Regions from separate parts of the Rattus norvegicus genome. Here all the other regions are linked to region 2. Evidence: chromatin contacts called from public Hi-C data. All regions are on one chromosome and are shown on one strand. The core of a region is the stretch at or near the end of the contact, and the rest is flanking DNA. Distances in the headings are between cores, read along the strand shown. Region 1 holds the start of Qki (QKI, KH domain containing RNA binding). Region 2 holds the start of Pacrg (parkin coregulated). Region 3 overlaps Pacrg (parkin coregulated).

The links. Hi-C and Micro-C count contacts between places; a contact is called where the count stands out from the background.
Region 1: a contact with region 2 is called in a Hi-C map of the A7r5 cell line, with 4 times the contacts expected there. The contact joins the promoter of Qki here to the promoter of Pacrg in region 2. A contact is called at or near these places in 5 of 12 Hi-C or Micro-C datasets (the A7r5 cell line, frontal cortex, mammary epithelial cells and 2 more) and 1 of 1 datasets of contacts at active chromatin or transcription factors (oligodendrocytes).
Region 3: a Hi-C map of Schwann cells shows a contact between it and region 2, with 3 times the contacts expected there. The contact joins the enhancer-like site here to the promoter of Pacrg in region 2. A contact is called at or near these places in 1 of 12 Hi-C or Micro-C datasets (Schwann cells) and 1 of 1 datasets of contacts at active chromatin or transcription factors (oligodendrocytes).

The regions. Positions count from the first base shown.
Region 1 is chr1:52,934,066-52,938,751 of GRCr8, reverse strand. Qki (QKI, KH domain containing RNA binding) reads right to left here and starts at 3,327. Exons shown (of 8, transcript NM_001414465.1): 1 at 2,761-3,327. The coding sequence starts at 2,902. Cahm (colon adenocarcinoma hypermethylated) reads left to right here and starts at 4,084. Exons shown (of 1, transcript NR_132441.1): 1 at 4,084-4,686.
Region 2 is chr1:52,429,100-52,433,716 of GRCr8, reverse strand. Pacrg (parkin coregulated) reads right to left here and starts at 3,327. Exons shown (of 5, transcript NM_001389238.1): 1 at 2,901-3,327. The coding sequence starts at 3,056. It overlaps Prkn (parkin RBR E3 ubiquitin protein ligase), which reads left to right and starts at 3,551. Exons shown (of 12, transcript NM_020093.1): 1 at 3,551-3,627. The coding sequence starts at 3,621.
Region 3 is chr1:52,759,483-52,764,250 of GRCr8, reverse strand. All of the region lies in intron 4 of Pacrg (parkin coregulated), which reads right to left. Among named protein-coding and RNA genes, the nearest start is that of Cahm, 170 kb to the left of the region's middle. Within about 2 kb of position 1,685, at least 40 of the 93 cell types and tissues checked have an H3K27ac peak or open chromatin away from gene starts, as enhancers often do. A contact at or near this core is called in Schwann cells, where this site is marked.

The DNA of each region.
Region 1 (4,686 bases), core at 2,078-4,577, 510 kb before region 2:
TCCTGCTAAAGATAACTATGAAAGACTGACACAACTCACAAGCAGAATTAACAGCCAACAACACAAGGACTGATTTACCTAAGTTAAGCACTATAGGCTACTTTCTTTAAGCCAGCAAGAAACAATATACAATTTCTGTATCATTCAAGTTTTAACGAGTAGAAAAACCAACATACCTCATTCCCAAATTTGTTAACTAACCAAATGGAAATTCTCAAATAGGAACCATATTAAAGGTTAACTGCTGGAAAAGAATTTTTAAAATAAAATTGCTAAATAGTCCCATTCAAAGTTTCTAATTATCAGAGAGCATTTTATTACCACTGAACAGTTTAATCCCTAAAGTGAAACTTAGTTTTATCTGAATGTAAAAGTAATTTTTCTTCCAAGCATTACAGACAAAGTAAAATGTAATCCCTAACCACAAACAGAAGTCATGATTAATTTGTTTTGGACAATGAGAGGCCACAAGGGGTAAAGGACAAGTTGCCAATTTTCACAATTAAGTCATCTACCAAGAAAATTACGATGCCCTTAAGAAACCAGTATTTTCAAGTCAAATTAAATTTACAATAAGACTAACAAGTAGAGTCAAAAGCCTATGACACACTAAGGACAAGTCCCTTTCTTGCAAGCTTCTCTGGTCTGACGAAAACAATCACAATCCCTAGTCAATTTGCTGTCTCCCGTAACATCCAAGTCATCTCTACACTGACCTGATGCTGAGATTCCGGAGTACAAATGGACTACGGTGAAGATGGAGAAAACATGAAGAGGAGACACCAGACATTACTTTCAATATTGTTATCCTAAACTAGCTGTCTTTTACATTTAAAACCCAAAGGGGTTACTATTTCTAACCAAGAGAAATAAGCCTGTGCAGAAATGACATAATTGAAATTCTTCTAGTTGAAAGACTTATGTCAACCTCGAATTAAGGCAGTTATTTCTGATCAAGCTGAAAGAGAACCACTTGGGCAGCCTTTACAACTAATTTAAAAAACTCCTACTAGTTTTCTTTATAGCATATCCAAACTTTTTATAAGCTCCACTAAGTCACTTGCATATAGGAAGCATTTTAAGAATGTGCTTTAGTTCATTTTAAAGAAATTCTCCCTTGATTGAAGTTTTAAAAACTAAATTTTTCTTCAGAAATTTGATACTAATAGCACAAAAACCAATGCCAAGGAAGAAATATCAATGTATTAGGTGTTTTCACTCTAATCACATTTGTGGATGACAAATGAAGTCATCCAAAAATTTAAGTTTCAACTGCACCTAATATAGGTCAGATTATTAAGCAGACTACCCATTTTGTTCCAAATATTTCCAAGGTTAAAAAAAAATAACTGGCGCCCCTTAGCGCTCACTTTTGGAAATACTCAATTTAAGAACTCCAGCTTTTTTTTTTTTTTTTTTTTTTTTGGACATTCCAGAAAGTTTTCTGCCTCCACAATTTTTCAAATGCCAACACAAAAAAGAAAGGCAAAAACCCTTAAAGGGGCAGCTCAAGTTTTCTCCAAGGCAATTTAATACTAACAAATATGCTAACCCAACAGTAAAAAAGGCCTCTTTCAATGTGTTATGTTATGTTCATGGGTAATAGCTGAATAGCTGAATGTTTTCTGTTTTAAATAGTGCCCAAGGCTCCCCACCCAACAGAAGCTCTTAAAATAGTTCTTTAACCATCTTTTAGCTCGGAGTCTTTTGTTCTTCCCTGACACGCCAGCTCCCTAAGCACAAGATAGCCCCAACAATCTCTGAAATTTTTCGAAATTCTTCTAAAGATCCTAAAATCCATGTTCATCTGTCCAACATAGTTTTCCGCTTCCTTTAAACAGTCCACTCAGAGACTTTAAAAGAGAAGACCGAAAGTACTCGCTATTCGATTTTCAAAGCAGACTTGTTGGTCCTATCCTCCCCCCCACCCCGAACCCCGCCCCGGGCGTCCACATAAACCCACAGCTACTGGAAACTAACACTCCAGATCGCTGTTGTGCGAAGTTCCTAAAGAATTCCACAGCTAACCAGCATTAATCTTCCAGTCAGTCTTTGCTCCCCACAACGCTCCCAACTCGGCTTCTGCAAACTTCTGCTCTATTTTATCCCCGTCTTTTCAAACTTCCAGCTCCCCGCCCTGCAAACGCAGGCGGCTACGCCAGGAGCGAACCCTCCGCCCCAGTTCTTCCGAACTCGGATTCCGTTCAGGTCTGTCATCGCGGTATTTCGTACTCCTCCCCCACCACCACCACCACCGACTAAAAAAAAAAAAAAAAAAAAAAAAAGTGAAGTTAAACTCCCAAACAGTTCTCGCTTCCCCAAACAAAAGGACAAAAAGTGCTCTGCTCTGTCACTTCGTCCTCGCCTTCGGCCACATAAGCACTACTTTTCCGTACCCTACGTAATTCCTGAATATCTCGGGGTCCACTCGGGTACTGCGGGCCACACAACTCCACCGAAACGAGCCCGCTAAGCTGGGGCCCCGCGGGCGAGACCAGGCGGAGCTCGGGGACTCGTGTGGCCGGGCCGGGGCGGCCGGGATGGCCGGAATGGCGGGGAGCCTAGCCGCCCCGCCGTCGGGAGCCGGCCGCAGCCCCGCAGCCCCGCGTGCTCCCGGGTCCGCCCTCGGGCCTGGCCGGGCCCCGGCCCGGTCCCCGCCGCGAGCCGCCCGCGCCGCCTTTGTGCGCCCGCCCGCCCGCCCGCCTGACCTTCCCGCCGCCCCGCCATCCCGGGCCGCCGCGCCGGGTCCGGCCACCTCACCTTCGTCCAGCAGCCGCTCGAGGTGGTTGAAGATCCCGCAGAAGTTGGGCAGGCTGCTCATAAGCTTCTTGTCGTTCATCAGCTGCATCAAGTAATCTGGGGTGGGCTTCGGCTTCTCCTTCGTTTCCATTTCCCCGACCATATTCCAGGCTCCGCAGCTCACTCCGCCCGCCGCCGCCGCCGCCGGAGGAGAGGAGGGAGGGGCGGGGGCGAGCTCCGGCCGCCGGCCGCTCGGGACACCGCGTCCCGCTCCGCGCCGGCTCCCGCTCCGGCTCCCGCGCCGAGCCCCGGGGCGGCCGGCTCCGCGCGCCCGCCCGCCCCCCGCAGGCACTTTCGCCCGGCCCGACGCGCCGCGGCCGCCGCTCCTCGGCCGCCCGGCGCGGCTCCCCTCGCGAGGCCGGCGGCGGAGGCGGGTCTCGGGCCGAGCGCGGCGCGGGGCCGCTGCGCCGCGAGGAGCCGGGGGCCGCTCGTCGGCCGGTCGCGCCGCCTGCGCCGAAGCTCGCGAGTCTGCGGTGCTGTCCGCCGCGGCGCTCCGCGTTGCCGCCGCCGCCGCCGCGCTCCGACTGCGCTCCTCCTCTTCCTCCGCGGCTCTCCTCCTCCTCACTCACTTGGCGGCGGAGTTCGCCTCAGTTCAGGCGGCGCAGCCGGCGGCGGCGGGGGGAGGGGCGCGGGCAGGGCCGGGGGCGGGCGGCGGGCGGGGCCGCGCAGGGCGGCCGTTACGGGGCTGGGCGCGCTCCCGCCCCCCGCCGCCGCCCCTGGCCGCTCGGGCGGGACGGCCGGTGCAGGGCCCGGCCGCGGCGAAGAGGACGCGCGCCGGCGGTGGCCTGCGCGGGGCCCGGGTCGCGGCTGAGGGGGACGCGGGCGGCGGCACTGGCTCGTCGGCGCGCTGTTGCTGAGGCGGCGGGCGCGGTCGGGCGCGGCGGCTGAGAGGAATCCCGGCGGGACTCTCCGCGACGCGCAGCGCTCGCCGCCGCCCGGGCCTCGCGTCCGCGCGCGTTACTATAGTTTGGTTTTTTTTTTTTTAAACCTCTTCGTCCACCTTCCTCGCTACCCCTCAAAAAAAAAATTTTTTTTTTAACGTCCTGTTGCTTCACTGGGGACTCTCGGGTGGGCGTCACGTGTGCCGACACGTAGCCGTGAGGCTGAGAGCGCGTGCGCGCGTCGAGGGCTGTGGCCACGCCCCTTCCGAGGGTCGCTCCGCCCCACCGGGCGGAGAGCGCGCCGAGGGGGGAGGGGCGGGCCTGGAGCGCGCCTGCGTTGGGGTTGGGGAAGTGGGGGAACGATGGCCTGCGGACCGAGAAGCGGGGCGGAACGGTTCTGGCGCGGCGCCCACCTGGCGGGGCGAGGGACCCGACCGTCGGATCGCTTGGGGTGCTAGGTGGCGGTGGACTGAGTCGGCGTAGGCGCCCGCACCGCAGTGTCTTCCGCGGTGGGGACTCCAGCGAGGTTTCCCCTGGAGCCAGCGCCACGCGTGACGGGCCTCGCATCGCCGTGTGCTGCGAGGCGGCCCCGGACCGTGGGCGGAGATGGCACACGCGTGCGCACCCACGGGCGGGCGGGCTCCGTTCCATGCGGCGTGACGCGCGGTTCCGTTATCCTCACCGCAGGTTACAGTCCGGAGGTGGAGGCGGTGGCTCCTCGGAGGCGCGGCCGCTCGCTGAAGAAGCCTGTGTGAGCACACATTCGGGAAAACCAAGTAGTCAACACCTATTTCTACCTACTTGACAAAAATAAATAAATAAATAAATAAATAAATAAATAAATAAATAAATAAATAAATAAATAAATAAATAAAAATAAACGAAAGGCAGTGGGCCAGAAAAGGTGCTTCCTATGGGGGTGAGGGAGTTCTGAGGGTTACATTTGTTTCGGAAACAATGTTCTGAATTGCAGCAATGAAGTCCTGTGATTTATAGAAGCTGTCAC
Region 2 (4,617 bases), core at 2,078-4,577:
GGTACATGGGACCTGATAAGTCACCATGCTCAGGTGGATGGTGACACTCCTGCACACATGCAGGAAGGGCTAACGGGCTCAGGGGATTATGGGAAATAAAAGAGGAGGACATGAAGGTGGGAAGGGCAGGTATTAGGGAGTCAAGGAGGGAGGATTTGGGGTGAATATGGTCAAAATATGTTGTATAAATGCATGAAATTATCTAGGAATAATTGCGGCGGGCTCTGTGGAAGCATGGGTTGTTTTGTTTGCTTGTTTGTTTTCATAGCTCCCAAATATTTACATTGTGTAATCAGGAGAACCTTGTCCTGGCTATATTGACAATTGGCTGGTAGAGAACAGTTTGGGAGACGTTACGTACCTGAGGTGTGTGGGTGATGAGGGCCTCCATCCAGCTCCACCATCCTTACTACTTGCACTGGATGGAATGAGTGTTTGCAGTCCTAGCCATGGGTGCATAACCCTTTGCACGATGACTCTTTTCCTTGTCTTTGTGTTTCTCTTCACCATAATGCATCAGCTTCAGTACTGCCAGTTCATGACTTCTAATGATCCCCACTGTCCCATCACCCTTCTACCACAGCAATCAAACATTGCAAGTTTGAGCTAGTCACAGAGCTACCCCGGTTTCAGCCCATCTCGGCCTCTCTTTCAACTAGTTATGCCTTCAAACCTAAGCTTTAGCCACGGACTTAAGCGACAACGTAAGAGGAATTTCTGGGCACAGTGAAGTTACTTGCTCACCACTGTGTCATTTTGGCCAGCTACCGATGCTTTTCTCATCTTGTCTAAGGTCTATCTTGGAGATTGTGTCTTTTTGAAATTCCATAGCTTTCTTAGCTTGTTTTCTGAAGGGCCTGGAACCAGGGCCTACAAGTGACATTTTCACAGCCTTGGATCCATATTCTAACTCTCTCTCTCTCTCTCTCTCTCTCTCTCTCTCTCTCTCTCCCTCTCTCTCTCTCTCTGTGTGTGTGTGTGTGTGCACGTGTGTGTGTGTGTGTGTTCCAGTTATTGTCTTCATATGCATGCACTATAACTTCCTCTGTTCTTTGTAGCCCAGGCTATCTTCAAGGAGGCTCTGTCTCCTGAGCATGAGGCTGTGGTGTGTCTCACAATGCTCGACCTATCTTACTTTTTTGATGAGGTTTGTATAAGCCATAAAGGATCTACTTTTTGCTCACAGAGGGAATGAATACTCATTAACTGGTTTTTGGTCATGGACTTTATCATCATACTCTGAGGAGGAAAATAATCTGCAAATCTTCAAATCATGTATTTCCTTTCAACTTTTAATGGAAAACATTGTATCAATATGAATGCAAATATTCTCTGACTGAAGATTTTTGTCACTGCTTGCTTTTACTGAGAGACCAAAACAAAAGTTCATGCTAACATAAGAACCACTTACTGCTTAAGACCACTTGTCCCTGGGTTTTTAAGAAATTAGTTCACAAATAACAAATGTTTGCATTTATCATAATTTCCATACCTCCTAGGGTAGATTCTGTGTGGTTTTCATGGAAGAACATTGAAAAGACATTGCCTACTGAACCGGACTTTTACAGAGGGAACGGATGGTGACTGACTCCTGAGAAGTGGTTTGGGGTTGGCTTTTAGAACACTTGGCTGCAATTAAAAGATGAACGTTGGTGTATACGCTCTGAAGAGAAGTAGACTTTCGGAGGGAGAGATACTTTATAATGTGACATCTGTATCAGAGAACTCAAAAGTGGTGAACAGAGACACAACTCTTTTTATTTCCTGTAACTCTGCAGTTGTTTTTAGACTCCAAGAATGTTTTAACTACTATAGATCAACCGATACTCATAACCCCCCCCAAAAAAGGAATATAATTTTGTGTAGCAGCTTAGGAATCCAAGGTGGAAATCTACAGGTAATCTACTTCTATTGTGTCCTTTAAGTTGTATTTAGAAGTAAGGAAGCATTAGGCTTGCAATATCTAGGTGGAAAATTATGACACAATGGAGAACACTATTAAACTAATATATTGAATTGCTGTACAAGAAGATCCTCTCAGGGTGTAAAGTTGTACTGACTTGAAAACTACATTTAGTATTTAATCTTACACTCCTACAGAGGTATCCACTCAGTAGACGACCTTGGTTTAGCATACCAAATCAGATGGTATTTAATAAACAAGAAGGCTTAAAAGCAGTGTTATGTGCATAGAAAAGCCGTTTGTGTGCCTTTAAACATTTTTCCCCTGCTGGTGTTAAGAATATATTAGTTTTATTACCACAAGTCATAAAAAATGAAATAGGGCTTGTATTATTAGGGACCCTTGAAATAGAGCTCACATTATTTAAAATGTATTTAAAAGGCCTATCAGGAACCAGTCTTCACGTAAGTAATTTTTGCATACTTTAACAGGTTAATATCTTATTTTGTCAGAACGTTGCTGAGTAAATTCTAAGACATTCTAAAATGTCCGAGATGAAATAAATTACTTTAGATTTCTGATGAGTTTATGTGTCCCATACTGGCTCGTGTTAAGTTTTGCAAGCCTATGACCTCTAAGAACCTTCACTCCAGAAGGTCCTTTACTAAACGAGTGAAACTAATTTACTTTGCAATAAGGATAAGGATTTTCCTCCGAGTGAAATAGCTTAAGTGTCAGTTGGGGGAGTGGAGAAAGCAACTTTCTCCAGAAGGTGCTTGTAGGCTAGTCCAGTACAACACCAAAGGCTCTCTAACCACCTAGCAAACATCTATGCACACTGTTGGGCTCGGTCGGCTACTGACCAAGTCATTGCCAATTCTGGCAAGTAGTACCCAGGACCTGGACTTGGAATCCATCCTAGGGCTTCTTGCCATACTCTACCACCTCATGTCCCCTGCTTCGGAGCAAGTGCGGTCAATCGAGGAAGATCACTTACGACTGAGTTTTTCATCATGGCTTTGACTGTGAAGCCCTCAGAAACCAGGGAATGAGGCTGGTGCACCTGGATCGTCTGTTGTGGCAGCAGTTTGGTCCTCTTCGGCATCTTGTCTGGGCATTTGTTTAAGGTCAGGGTCTCTTTTTCTGCCACCATCTTCCTAGAAAACGTTTTGTTCTTATCAAAGGTGTGGTAGAAAAACCAGTGGCTTTTACAGATGTGAGCAGGGGATCGGGAAAAAAATGTAAAAAGGCGCGCTAGTGATAGAAATTCAACCCCTCGTGGTGCCCAGGGTGATCCAGATGTTTGGAAGCACCAAGGTGGAGGGAGTTTAGGGGAGGGGAGGGGCGGGAAGAGGGCTGGGATCCGAGGCTAGAGCCGCTAAAAGCTTCCAAAGGTGAGCCTCCTGGTTGCTAAGCGACTGATCAACACTACGAGCCGCTAGTCCCGCCCCTCCGTGACGAGCGTTTCCGGAAAAGGTTACCCGCGGGGGACAGCGGCACCCGTCTGAGGCTAATCTTACTCGTTAAAACTACGACTCCCAGAAGGCTTAGCGCTAGGGGCGGGTGCGCGTGCGCACTAGGCCCGCCTAGTGCGCGAGGGGAGGGGGGAGGAGGCCTGGATGACTAAACCTGACAGAAACGCTGGTGGGAGGCTCAGGCGGGTGCCAGTGCCCGCGTAGGTCCTGCTCGCCCCGCAGCCACCACCCTCCCGGTGACCATGATAGGTACGTGAGTGCCTGCCAGGTACAATCTCTCCGCGCCGCCCCGCGTCCATGTGTGGCGCCACGTCACACCCCACGGGTCCGAGTGGGATCTTCGGGGGCCGATCCCAGCCACCTGTCAGTGACAGGGCGGAGGGGTGTGCGCCGCGCTCCGCCCGCTCTGTGGGCTTCCTCGGCCCGGGGGTGCCCGCCAATAGCCGGATCGGGTGTGTGCTAGAGCATAAGTGTGAGTTTCCAGTCCCCACCCCGCCTTAGCCAAGGTTAGCCCGGTGCTCGCTGAAGAGGGCATCTTTCACGGACACCCTCGTGCTCCACTGCGCCCCCCGACGGCGGGGCTCGCCGTGCGGCACCGCGGGGGTGACCAGCCCAGGTTTGTTTCTGTCAAGCTGTCCTTCACTTCAGGGCGAGTTCACACACCTCTAGGACTTTAAGAAAATCTCAGGGAAGCATCTGCCTGGTGGAGATCGCAACTTAATCCGTCAGTTCTGTCTTTTTAAATGTGTCCTCGGGGATATGAGACGAAAGGATAGAAGAGTAGATAACAGCAACCATAACATCCCCCCCCCCCCCCCATAGATTGTAACTGGATGCAGTTTGACTAGTGCAGCTTTGGAAGCGGCCACTAGGATTGTTCTAAGCAGTGTGAAGTAGGAAGGTTGGAAAGATCCTCTCTGGCAGAGATGTTAAATTCGGAGTCACGTTTTGGGTTCTCCTCCGGGCTAAGTAGAAATAAATGCATAGTGGCGCGTAGCGCGCATTCCCGTTTGGAGGGTTCGTTACTGTAGACTCGTCCCCAGGTGTCGTCCTGAAGATTAGTGAACTTGTTTGTGATATATGCCTGGCAGGTAGTGCACCAAGCATATTAGAAGTCGGTCTATCCTAGATGTGTCCAAGGTGAACGAGAGGTGCATTGATGAAGTAAATGCATTACGCTGTGGAGGTAGCCAAGTCTGTGTTAATTCACCTATGTAATGTTAAAGTGTGCAGCCCTCC
Region 3 (4,768 bases), core at 436-2,935, 330 kb before region 2:
CATGCCAAACACTCTCCCTGGGCTGCTCAGCTAGACTTGTCTGGATGATGGAGCAGTCGGGACCAGCATGTCCCCTGAACCAGGGACGTCTGCCTTTATGGCCTTCTCAGCTGTTGGCCCGGCCATTCCTCGCTCATTTAGCTAACAGTTCCGGAATGCCACAGGAGCTAGCCTCCTGTGACTTGCTGCATCGGCCCAGCTGCTCTGATTCTAGGCCTTCACATTTCTTCCATGAAGCTTTGTTAACCGCCGAGCACAGGCAGAATCTCCCCAGCCCTGCTCTCACAGTGCTTGCCTCTACTCCTCTAGCACACAGCAAAATATTCTGAACTAACGGTGAGAACCCTAAGAGCGGACTGCGCCCTGCCAGTCAAGGCCTCCGTGGCCGTGGGCGAGCTGGTGAGGATCTGCTGCTTTCAGCTTGTCTAGAAGGCAAACCGTTCAGAGTAAGGTTATTTGTGAAACCTAAATGACGTAGTGAATCCAGAGTGCAACGTATTTCATATTTAACTCAGTCTACATAGGAGTCTTACATAGCCTATCTAAATTGAATTTGATCAAATAAATCGAATGGAATACTTCGAAATTCTTCCTTTCAGTGACATTTGTTTGCTATAAGGGAGGCCTGAGCAGAGTCTATTCTTGGGTGTGTCCTGACTTCCAGGAAGCGGCTATGGAACTGTCACCTTGGAATAAGGCAGTGGCCCTCAACACCAGCTTTGTTTGGACTGACTCTGCAGACATAACATTGCAAAGACAGCTATTTGATTGCATTTTCATAGAGAGATAAATACAGTAAGATACGGACTTAGCAAAACTTCTGAGTGTTAGAGACATTCTCAGCAACCTTCTGCCACTCTCTGCTTTCACGGGAAGGAAATGTTAGACATGGGTGAGAGTTGTTACTAATCCACTGGTGGAAATAGCAGGTATCCCCCAAGCTCACGGTGGACCCCACAAAACTTCTGCTGGCTTCCCACTTTCAGTACAGGAAACACCCATCAAGCAGGGTAAGGCTCTAAAAACATTCGTAGGTCGCCTATTTGAGCTGAATACTGGTCATTCACTGGACATCGACCCTGAACCTTTAAAGCTCCCTTCCAGCAGCAAAGCTGAAGAAACCGTTTGAAACTTTGGACTGTCCTCGGCTGGGGGGTCTGGGCTGCAGGCTGGACACGGCAGAGGCCATAGTCTGTGCGGCTCTGCAGTCAGCAACCGAACTATGTGGATGCTCTAGCCTTGAGGACCCTCCCTTCTATGCCGGCAAGGGAGGCTCAAGGTATTATGGGATGCCAGGGCTTTGTCTTAGTGAGTAAGGACCACATTCATTTTAACCAGTGGGGAGAAAACAAAATCAAAATTGAAATTTAGGCTAACGTATGGATAATGAAACATATCTGTCTAACTGATAAAAAAATGTTCATAAAATGTTGTGGCTGGGTTACCCACCCCCCCACCTCCGGCCACTCCCAGCCTATCACCAGCAAATCATCTCTAATTCCTTGTCTCTAACACATGAGGGTACATTTCCAGGGACACATCCTGGGGGTGGAGTGTTCTCGGAGGGGGAGGAGGACAGCTGGCTGGAGACTGGGAACAAGGTCGCAGTGTTCATCTCTGGGGACCATAGAAGAATGGAGAATTGGAGAATTGGCCCTTTCTTCTCCAGTCTCTGCTCTTCCCTTTGCTGCCCTGAGCCTTTGCTGTCCCCAAGTGGCCAGCTGGGTCATGTAGGTGACCCTGAGATGCTAAAGGGTGGGTACAAGTTTCCTACAGGGCTTCCTGTGGAGACTTGCAAGCCAGGATTCTTTAACCCCTCATTTATGGGACAGTCTGTGCATGGCGGCAGAGAGGTCAGTAAGCAGCTTTCAGCCGGCAGGACACGGAGGGTCAAAGGCTCCGGTTCCAGCAGCAGCAGCAGCAGCAGCAGCAGCAGCAGCAGCACAGGTGGGGACAAGGTTGAGATCAGTGTCTGCCTCCCGTGGGCCACACAGTTGTCACCACGGTGACCCAAGGGTTTTTTTTTAGGCTGCTTTGACTTCACAGAGAGGCTGTCGATCTTGGTTGCAAAGATTCCCCTCCTACCTAGCTAGGCTCACCGGAGTGTTTGTCCCGGGTGCATAAGAGCTCAGAGCCCCAGCCTTTAAAGAGCTCAGATGAAAATTAAATGGCAGGAGATAGAAATATACACAGCATTTTGTATATACACACTCCATGAGAGGTAGACATTTATAATAACTTGTGTCATCTTTGTTAATAATTTGTGAATTTGCTTAGGAAAACATTTTTTTTTCTTTTTGGTGTCTATTTCCAACCTAAAGAGACGGCACTTTGCTCCCTGTACACTGGAGAATCTCACAAGCTGCTGCTGGCAAAGGGAAAGGAATGGAATTCCTTTTTGGCAGCTAGAGAGATAGAAAGCCCACTTAGAAACGCAATGGGACTCGGTAGCAGCATTTGCCGCTGAGTCTCCCTAGAATATTATGATGACCCACGTGACAAATGGTGCTTACCCATTTTCATCATGGAGAATAGAAGCCACCAGAGCTAGACGTAGAGAAAAGTTCCGTGAAGCCACCGTGATAGGTTGACAAATGCACCTGTCAATAACCTTAAGCGTAGGTCCTCCCAAATGGAAAGTATTTATCTACATTGTTCAGAAATTATCAATCAAGTGATTGATTGCTTCCCCCGGAGAAGCAAGAGCACACAGGAAATGGGCCATGAGAATTTAACCTTGAGCAGAAGCTTAAATCTCTTAGAACTGGAGGTCAGATGGAAGATCAGAGGGAGAGAGAGGGGAAAGAACGGAGCGCAGTGTGGCTTAGAGGGGGTAAAAGATCAGATCCAGTAACAGGATGGCTGGAAGGCTTTCAAAGCTGACGCAGGGATGGGTGACTTCCCGAGGTTGGGGCAGCTTCCGGTAAAATGGAATGAGCAATGTTATCCTGCCAGGTGAATTCAGGAGCAGATGAAGGGAAAGAAGTGCTGTTGCCCAGCCTGGGTTGGAGGGTCTGCCTGTATGGCCTAGGGTGAGAAGCCTCATTTGTCTGGCATTCGGGTACACCGCCTGCAAGTGTGGGATAACCTTACAGAGTAGATACCACTGTGATGGCCTCAGGAACTACAGATGAATCCTGCCTTCAAGGGACAAGGGGGATCTCACCCTCCATAGTTAGGATGGTAGCCAGGCATACATAGGGTAGGCAAGATCTGTGGCAGAGACCTGCTACTTCTTAAATGAAGGTTGGATGATGAGTTTGAGCCCTGTTGCTCCTGCAGTTCCTAGGCAATGGTCTAGCCGGTCACAAAAGCCAAAAGAGGAAAGGAGTGTTTCTGTTCGGGTCTGTCTCTTGGTACTTTTATGCAGTGATATTCCTAAGGAACTTCCTCTTAGCCCCTCCCTCCTGTCTCCCCTCCTCCCTTCTTTCTCATATTCATTCTCTCTCTCTCTCTCTCTCTCTCTCTCTCTCTCTCTCTCTGCTATCTTCCTTTTCATATCCAGCACAGTGGCTTGTAATCTGGTGACCATTCAACAGATATCCTCTAAATCAGTGGTTCTCAACCTTCCTAACACTGTGACCCTTTAATACAGTTCGTCATGATGTAGTGACCCCCCCAACTATAATTTTTTTGTTCCTATTTCATAACTGTAATTTTGCTAGTGTTATAAATTGTAGTGTAAACATCTGTTCTCCGATGGTCTTGGGTGACCCCTGTGAAACCACAGGTTGAGAACTGTTGCTATAAATTAGAAATTACAAGTATCAACGAAGCAAAACAAACAACAACAGAAAACGAGGCAGTGCCCTGACAGGAAGTTTTGGGCTGTGTGAATGAGCTTGTCTTTTTGCCTCCTTATTAGACCTGTGCTCTCCTTTCACTGGCAGACTGACACTGATTTAGAAATCAGAAGGCTTTATATGTTTGGAATTAAACCAGAGGTCACAACAGCTTTTGCAGAAGCAACTGTAAGCAGGACAGAAGGCCAGCAGCCGGGGTGTGCTGGCTCTGAGGGCCCAGTGTCCAGTACAAGGCAGGACTTACTGACTGCCTGGGGGAGGCGTGAGGCTGTGTGCATGCGCCTGAGGGCAGGGAAAGGGGACAGACGACATTCTGCCACCAGTTTAACTGATCTAATCATGTTTCTGTTCTTTTTTCCAATGAGGTTATTTTGACTTAGAAGCTCTGACCTCTGAATTAGATAACTATTCAGAAATTAGGAAAACAGACCTTTTACCTGGACCAAGAGACAGAGAGCAGACACACACAAATTATTCTAGCAATAGACTTCGCAAATCCAAGGTCCCGTTTATCCTTTTTTCCACTCTGACCCCAAAGCTGCGTGCTGCGCTGGAACTGTCGGTGGAGGAGAGTACATGGGAAGCACTGTCCATTTCCTGATGCTTAGCTGCTCTGTAGTGCAACGTGCCTTTATATGGGAAAGCATCATGGACCGTGTCTCAGGAAACCCTGCTTTACCTTGCACCAGACACACACTATGACACTTTGTGTTTCCTTGGTCTCCAGAAAGTACCCCAATGGTGGTTCATCTAACTTTCCAACTTTATCTGCACTGGCTGAGTCTGGCTGCTGGGAGCCCCTCTGAGCCTCCCACCATGAGGACCGTTCCCTCAGTTCTAATGAATGGTGGCACCAGAATGTCTACTGTCCTTGGATCACCTCCTCAGGAAACTGGGCAGGGAGCAGTGGGGTAACTCCATATAACAAAGATGAGGAAAGGGGTGTGGTGGGTGGGGGTATGGTG